Linked DNA regions of Sus scrofa: region 2 is linked to region 1. The links are chromatin contacts, called in public Hi-C maps. All regions are on one chromosome and are shown on one strand. The core of a region is the stretch at or near the end of the contact, and the rest is flanking DNA. Distances in the headings are between cores, read along the strand shown.

Region 1 (4,156 bases), core at 803-3,302:
CCTAAGATTCTACTTCTCAGCATCTCCTTTCAAATGCCGTAAAAATATCATGTATCTTCTACAAGTACATATGCAAGGAATAAATGCATTAAAAATAATAAAAGGTCAGGAAGGACACACAATAATCAGCTAGCTCTGGGGGTCTAGGAGGAGAGAATATGGTAATAACAGGACTTTTGCAATTGGACAGGGCTGGCTCTGCCATTTATTAGATGAAGAGACCACTTGATTTTATCTGGATTTCAATATTCTCACCTCTGTACAATGAGGATACAGAATTCAGAAGCTGTTGAGGGAGTTCCTGCTGTGGCTCAGCAGGTTAAAAACCCAGCTAGTATCCATGAGGACGTGGGTGAGACCCCTGGCCTTGTTCAGTGGGTTAAAGATCCAGCATTGCCACAAGCTGTGGCGGAAGGTCACAGATTCATCTTGAGTCCAGCTTTGCTGTGGCACAGCCCTGTGTCTGCAGATCTGATGGACCCTAGCCTGCGAACTTCCGTATGCTGCAGGTGTGCCTGTAAAAAGAGAAAAAGAAAAAAGAAAAACAGTGGGAAAAGAATCGAGGTGCGAAGCAGATAAAAAATAATAAATTAAAAAAAGGTGTTGAAATTAAATCAGATGTGTGAAACTGCCTGGTACACAGCCAACTTGTAATTAAACTGTCGACCCCCCCTTTTCCCACTTGGTTTCAAATCACTTCAGAGTTGAAAATCACCATGAGAACACGCACTGTATTATATATGTGTAATAATTTAAAAGTGAAAATGACTCCCATTTATTCTCAACTTCTAGAACTGAAAAATGAAATAAGTAAAAAGTCTCTGAGTTCCCTAAAACGGCCCTTACAAAGTCACAGCAAACTTAATAGGTACATACTCAGAGCTTTACTGACTTTATTTATTTATTTATTTCTTGGTCTTTTTAGGGCTGAACCTGTGGTATATGGAGGTTCCCAGGCTAGGGGTCGAATGGGAGTATCAGCTGCCAGCCTATGCCACTGGCCACAGCAACGCCAGATCCCAACTATGTCTGCGAACTACACCGCAGCGGATTGAAATGTTGGATCCTTACCCCACTGATGGAGGCCTGGGATCGAACCCACGTCCTCATAGATACTAGTTGGGTTACCACTGAGCCACGACGGGGAACCCCCACGCATTACTGACTTTTAAACAAATATTTTGTACGTAGTCTGATGCTATCCTTTTTCAGGGCACAGAGCAGCAGATAACTAGGAGGAGAAGGGGACTACCACAGCCGATACACTGACAAGCGTGACAGCATCAAGCAGGGAGAGACAGAACACGATCCAAGAAAGAACAAGTGACATCCCCTATCTTAGGTTTTCAATCAGGGAAGCAATGCATTTTACAAACTTCGATTATCCCTCACCACATAGATAGAGACGAGGGCAAAGGGAAAGAATGCCAGCAGGGGTAAATACAATAAAATTCCCTTTATTTAAATTAGGAAAGGGCCACTTTGGGTGCTAGGCTCTGCATAAAGGAGGCTAGCTTCTATCTGTAACCAGGTGTGCCCTGCTAAAGCTCATGAGGCCGCCTCCGCAGAAAACTTTACGACTGGTTTCTGCCAATTTTTACAAGCCAGCAAAACCCGAAAAAAAACCCAGAACATTATGGAGAAGGGACATCCCTAAAATCTAGTTCTCAGGACAGACGCTGTCACAGGTCACGACCCCAGGCACAACCCGCAAGCGCCCGAGACAATGCCCATGCCTGGGGACAGGGCGCGGGGAAGACGTCCAGCCCCCCGCGGCCCCACCTCATCCTGCCCGCTGTCCCCGACCTCGGAGGAGCGGGAGGCTGGAGCCCATCCCACCTGGTGCGCCTGGAAAAGCAGGCAGTGGCAGCATCGCAAAACCCGAGCCTGCTGTGGAGGCGCCATGGCGACTGCTGGCCGGCGCGCGCGCTCTGTCCGCCTGTCCGCCCTGGCTCCGCCCACTTCTTGCGCCCGGGCCCCTCCAGCCTCAGGCTCCGCCCCTTTATGCGCTCCCGCCCTGCGTTTCCCGCCCACACTGCTCTGCCCGGTTCTGCGGCCTTGGGCTTCTCTACCCCCAGGTGTTTCTCCACGTTCGGGTTGGTCCGCAGTCGACTTCAGGCTACTGGGGTCTTCTCTCTGCTACCCAGTCAGGCGTTGTTTGGAGTTTGCGTCAGTCAGGTCCACCGGTTCTCGTGAGCCAGTTCCCAGCTTTATTTAAAGGAGCGTTTTAAAGTTGCAAGGTTGGGGGAGTTCCTGTTGAGACGCAGCGGAAACGAATCCGACTAGTTCGTGGGTTGGGGTTCGATCCCTGGCCTCGCCCAGGAGGTTGGGCATCCGGCATTGCTGTGGCTGTGGTGTAGGCCAGCAGTTCGGGTACAGCAGCTCGCTAGTACTCCAGTAGGTGTAGCTCAGATTAGACCCCTAGCCTGGGAACTTCCATATGTCGCAGGTGTGGCCCTAAGAAAACCGGAAAAAAAAAAAGTTGCAACGTTGGGGTCTCTAGCTGCCGCTCCAGGTCGGCCCTTTGTTGGCACCGTTTCTTCTGCTTCTCTTAGCCTGAGAGAGGGAGCTGGAGGGTGCCGCCCTACTCCAGCTCACTTCTTGGGGCCAAAGTTGGGATATGCAGGACCGCTGGTCAGAGGTGGTCCAGTTAAACTTTGAGCTGCAGCACCAAGAATCCTGGGAAAATAAACAGTTCACCAGACCTATGCTTCTCAGAGAGGGAACCGGAGACGCCTGGCGGTTGAAAATGAAATCAGTCTTCTGACACCTGGCGGTTGAAAATGAAATCAGTCCCCCGTTACCGTCCAGGGTTCTTGGATTCCTTACTCAGTAGAAATTGATAAAGAGGCCAGATAAGAAATTCAGACAAGGCGTTATTGGGACTCATGCTGCGGCAAGGGGGAGTGAAAACAATAACGGATTCCTTTGCTTACTTCTGGGGTATTGGTGCTCAGCGTGGGATCTGGTTGCCTAAGTGACCTGAGGGTAAGGACAGGTCCAGCAGTCAAGCTGGCAGGGTGGCTTGGGTGGTCTGTCCACCCCCCTAGTGGTGCAGTGGGCAGGGATTATGCACAATACTCTGCTTTTGCTCCCCACCCCTCAGGAGTGAAAGCTGAGTTTTTGGTCTTTTTCTTGTGTCTTGTTCATAATTTGCCCCAACTGTGTATGCACACAGCTATTTTTAGTCCCTTAGAGTTTCTTTGTATTTTGTTGCTGGAGGAGAGGTTTGTCCAGGTGCAAGTACTACCCCAAAGGGGCCCAGGTCCCAGGCTGTCTCACTTCCTGCAGCCCTGAGAAAGCTCTGCTCTGAAAGGTGGAGGCCAAGTCCTGCTCTGGGCAGGGAGGAACAGCTCACCCCTCATGTCCCAACTTCAATGGGACCCCAATGCCAACCTGCCTAGACATTCACACATGCCTGACAACATAACTCATCTTGTTAAAAGAAAATTAAAAATGCCCAAGTCTGGAGTTCCTGTCCTGGTGAAGCGGAAACAAATCTGATTAGGAACCATGAGCTTGCGGGTTTGATCCCTGGCCTTGCTCAGTGGGTTCAGGATCCAGCGTTGCTGTGAGCTATGGTGTAAGTCGCAGACACGGCTTGGATCTGGCGTTGCTGTGGCTCTGGCGTAGGCCAGCAGCTGTAGCTCCGATTCGACCACTAGCCTGGGAACCTCTATATACCGTGGGTGTGACCCTATAAAAGACAAAAGACAAAAAAAAAAAAAAAAAAAAAAAAAAAAGCCCAATCTTGACAAGGATGTGGTAAAAGAGGAACATTTCTTAAAGGATGCTGGAAGAATGGTAAAAGGGAAAAACAATCTGGCTATTACCTCTATCTGAATAATCTGAATCACCCAGACTTACTGTTTATGCAGTAGTGATACTTGAAGTATAACAGGAAAAAAGTGGAAATAAGAATGGAAATAAGAATGCTAATAGACCGTAATGCAGATCCATTACAAAAAGTTTGAGTTTGGAGTGAAAATGCTGGTATGTGTTCTGTTGGGAAGCAAGGCAGCAACAAAATATGCATAATTTCAATTACATAAAACCAGGCATTATTTATTTCTGGGTGTGGGAGGCAAGGGTTATAGGTGATTTAATATTTTTAATATTTTCCCAATGTTGCACAATAATATATATTAGAAAAAAA
Region 2 (4,156 bases), core at 424-2,923, 120 kb before region 1:
TGGCTCAGTGGTAATGAACCTGACTAGTATCTGTAGGATGTAGGTTCGATCCCTGGCCTTGCTCAGTGGGTCGGGAACCCCACATTGCTATGAGCTGTGGCATAGGTCGAAGATGCAGCTTGGATCCTGCATTGCTCTTGCTATGGCATAGGCCAATGGCTACAGCTCCAATTCAGCCCCTAGCCTGGGACCTTCCAAGTGCTGCGGGCATGGCCTTAAAAAGCAAAGAAAAAAGAAAAAGAAAAATTTTAAATTGTGGTAAAATATATGCAAAAATTTACCATCTTAACCATTTTTTAAGTGTATGGTTCAGCACGAAGTACATTGACATTGTTTGCAACCACACCATTGTCCATCTCCAGAACTCTTTCATCTTATTAAACAATAACTCTCCACATCCTCCCCTCCCCAGTCTCTGGTAACCCATTCTATTTTCTGTCTTTAATAAATCTGACTGTTTCAGATACTTCACACAATATCTGTCCTTTTGTGGCTGGCTTATTTTACTTAACAATGTCTTTAGGAGTTCCCATTGTGGCTCAGCGGTTGACAAACCCAACTAGTATCCATGAGGACATGGGTTTGATCCCTGGCCTTGCTCAGTGTGTTAAGGATCCGGCATTGCCATGAGCTGTGGCATAGGCCAGCGGCTGCAGCTCCAGTTGGACCCCTAGCCTGGGAACCTCCACATGCCACTGGAGCGGCCCCAGAAAAGGCAAAAAGACAAAAGACCAAAAAAAATAGACAAAAAAAAAAAATGCCTTCAGAGTTTATCCATATTGTAGCATGTATGCGAATTTCCTTCCTTCTTAAGGCCAAATAATATCAATATTCCATGGCCTGGGTATATACCACATTTTGTTTATCCATTTATGCACCAGCGGACCCTTGGGTTGCTTCTGCCTTTTGGCTCTCGTGGATAGTGCTACTGTGAACATGGGTGTTCAAATATCTGTTCAAGTCCTTGGTTTCATTTCTTCTGAAGATGGTATTTTTTTAGAAATTAAATTGCTGGTTAATACAGTGAAATTTTTTTTTTTTTTTTTTTGGAACCAACCATAGCAGTTGCATCATTTTACTTTCCCATAATTGTACGCAAGGGTTCCAATTTCTCTATATCCTTGCCAACACTGGCTACTTTCTGGGTTTTTGATAGTAGCCATGCTAATGGGGTTTGAGGTGGTAATGATAAAGGATTACTGTGTTAGCTGTAAATGGTTATACACATGCATATATTTAAGAGTTTTTATTTCTAGAGATAAATACTGAAGTGTTTGTGGATTAAATGATATTATGCCTAGGATTTGTTTTTTAAATTATCCAGTTTTGGGGGGGGGGTAGGTGAGGGGAAGATAAAGACTTAGGAATGAAACAAAATGGCCAAATACCAATAGTTGTTTAAGTTAAATGATGGGCATACTTGGGTTCATTATACTGTTTTCTCTAATTTTGTGTATTTTTATAAATTTTCCACTAAATCACCTTCCATTATTAACCCACTCCATCACAGTCCATTCCAGCCTTTCCTTCAGCACTCCCTGTTGTGTCTTTACACTTCAGCAGTATAAAACAACTCGTCGTTGCTGTTGACTGTGCCCCTGGGATGCAGAAGCTCCCGGGCCAGAAATCAAACCTGTGCCACAAGCAGTGAAAGCGCCAGATCCTTAACCCGCTGCACCTCAACAACTCATTTTTTTTTCTGCTTACTTCCCTCCATCTGCTGTCATTCAGTGCTCATTTGTATATCCTTGCCTTTGTCTCTCAGCCAAAGTGCCTCCTCTCTTTTCTCTTGGATGATTCCTCTGGCTCATTTAATACCTAAGTCAATGTCCCTTTCTTCAGAAAGTCTGGCATATCATCTCCACACTGTTCCCCTATCTTTCCTCCCATAGTTCTCTGGCCTGCCTTTATTGCTTTGGCATCACATCGTGGGGGTGGGGCAGGAACTATGTCTTGTTTATCATTTTATCCCCAGTGCCTAGTACTCTGCCTCCAATATAGTAAAAACCTTGTGAATGTCTGAATTCACCATTATTTTGTGCACAGCCTGTATAGGGCAATGTCTGGCATATAGTAGAATCTCCATGAATAGCACTGCGTGAACCACAAGAATATCTCCCTCTAAACAGGGCAGTAATTAGCAAGATAGCAGTATGGACATTTAAAGCTGAGTGGAACCTCAGATCATCTTACCCAGGTTCTCAAATTTATAGGGCATGAAACCAGATCCTTTGAAGGATTTCAAAGGTCACACAGCCAGTTAGTAGTAGCCTGCTTTGTTTTCAAGCACCATGCAACCTTCTGAGCCTCACGTGACTTCCTAAGTACATTTTTCTATAGCCAAGAAATGTGCCAGCTGCCTGCCAAGAACAAGAACCAGTGTATATAGCAATTTTGATTCTCAGTAAACAGTGTGAATTTTAACTTTCTACCTTATAATCATACAGGAAGAGATTACATTGTATTTAATACATATACTTGCTTTTTATTTTTTCATTATACACTTTTTTTTCATGAATTTTATTTCATTTATAGTTGTACAGTGATCATCACAACCCAATTTTGTAGCATTTCCAGGCCCGCCCCCCCCCGCCGCACAACCTGTCTCCCTTGGAAACCATAAGTTTTTTAAAGTCTGTGAGTCAGTTTTCCGTAATGCAAAGAAGGTCATCATATACTTTTTTTAGATTCCACATATAAGTGATAGCTGTGATGTTGGTGTCTCACTAACTTCACTTAGCATGATAATTCTAGGTCCGTACATGTTGCTGCAGATGCCATTATTACATTCCCTTTTGTGGCTGAGTAATATTCCATTGTGTATATGTACCACATCCTCTTTATCCACTCCTCTATCCGTGGACATTTAGGTTGCTTCCATGCTTGTCTGTTGTATATAGTGCTACAGTGAACATTGGGGTACATGGATCTTTTCAAGTCATGGTTTTCTCTGGATAGATGATGCCCTGGAGTGGGATTGCTGGATCAAATGGTAATTCTATTTTTAGTTTTCTGAGGAATCTCCATACTGTTTTCCACAGTGATTGCACCAATTTACATTCCCACCAGCAGAGAATAGTTTTCTCCACACCCTCTCCAGCATTTATTGTTTGTAGACTTTTTGATGATGGCCATTCTGGCTGGTATAAGGTGTACTTCATAATACTTTTGATTGTATTTCTCTAATAATGAGTGATGTTGAACATCTTTTTTCATGTGTTTTTTGGCCATCCGTATGTCTTCATTGGAGAATTGTCTGTTTAGGTCTTCTGCCCATTTTTTGATGGGGTTGTTTGTTTTTTTGGTATTGAGCTATAGGAGGTATTTATAAATTTTGGAGATTAAGCTCTCGTCAGTTGATTCATTTGCACATATTTTCTCCCATTCTGTGGCTTGTCTTTTCATTTTGTTTAGGGTTTCCTTTGTAGAAACGTTTTAAGTTTAATTAGGTCCCATTTGTTTGTTTGTTTGTTTGTTTGTTTTTATTTATTTATTTTTGTCCTTCTTTTTTTTTTTTTTGGCATTTCTTGGGCCGCTCCCGCGGCATATGGAGGTTCCCAGGCTAGGGGTTGAATCGGAGCTGTAGCTGCCGGCCTACGCCAGAACCACAGCAACTCAGGATCCAAGCTGTGTCTGCGACCTACACCACAGCTCACAGCAACGCCCGATCGTTAACCCACTGAGCAAGGCCAGGGACCGAACCTGCAACCTCATGGTTCCTAGTCAGATTCGTTAACCACTGCGCCACGACGGGAACTCCTGTTTTTATTTTTATTGTCATTACTCTAGGAGGTGGATCTGAGAAGATATTGCTGTGGTTTATGTCAGTGTTTGGCTTGTGTTTTCCTCTAAGAGTTTTATAGTATCTGGTCTTATATTGAGGTCTTTAATCCATTTTGAGTCTATTTTTGTGTATGGTGTTAGGAAGTGTACTAATTTCATTCTTTTATATGTGGCTATCCAGTTTTCTCAGCACCACTTATTGAAGGGGCTGTCTTTTCTCCATTGTATATTCTTGCCTCCTTTGTTAATTAATTGGCTGTAGGTGCATGGGTTTAATTCTGGGCTTTCTATCCTGTTCCACTGATTTATATTTCTGTCTTGGTGCCAGTACCATGTGGTTTTGATGACTGTAGCTTTGTATTATAGTCTGAAG

What was found. A called contact is a pair of places that touch in the nucleus more often than the background predicts.
Region 2: a Hi-C map of skeletal muscle shows a contact between it and region 1, with 1.9 times the contacts expected there. The contact joins the enhancer-like site here to the promoter of MRNIP in region 1. A contact is called at or near these places in 4 of 47 Hi-C or Micro-C datasets (alveolar macrophages, embryonic fibroblasts, heart right ventricle and 1 more) and 1 of 2 datasets of contacts at active chromatin or transcription factors (alveolar macrophages).

The regions. Positions count from the first base shown.
Region 1 is chr2:78,728,507-78,732,662 of Sscrofa11.1, reverse strand. MRNIP (MRN complex-interacting protein) reads right to left here and starts at 2,052. Exons shown (of 6, transcript XM_013987518.2): 1 at 1,840-2,052. The coding sequence starts at 1,905.
Region 2 is chr2:78,847,303-78,851,458 of Sscrofa11.1, reverse strand. All of the region lies in intron 1 of MAML1 (mastermind-like protein 1), which reads left to right. Among named protein-coding and RNA genes, the nearest start is that of MAML1, 27 kb to the left of the region's middle. Within about 2 kb of position 1,673, at least 10 of the 83 cell types and tissues checked have an H3K27ac peak or open chromatin away from gene starts, as enhancers often do. A contact at or near this core is called in skeletal muscle, where this site is marked.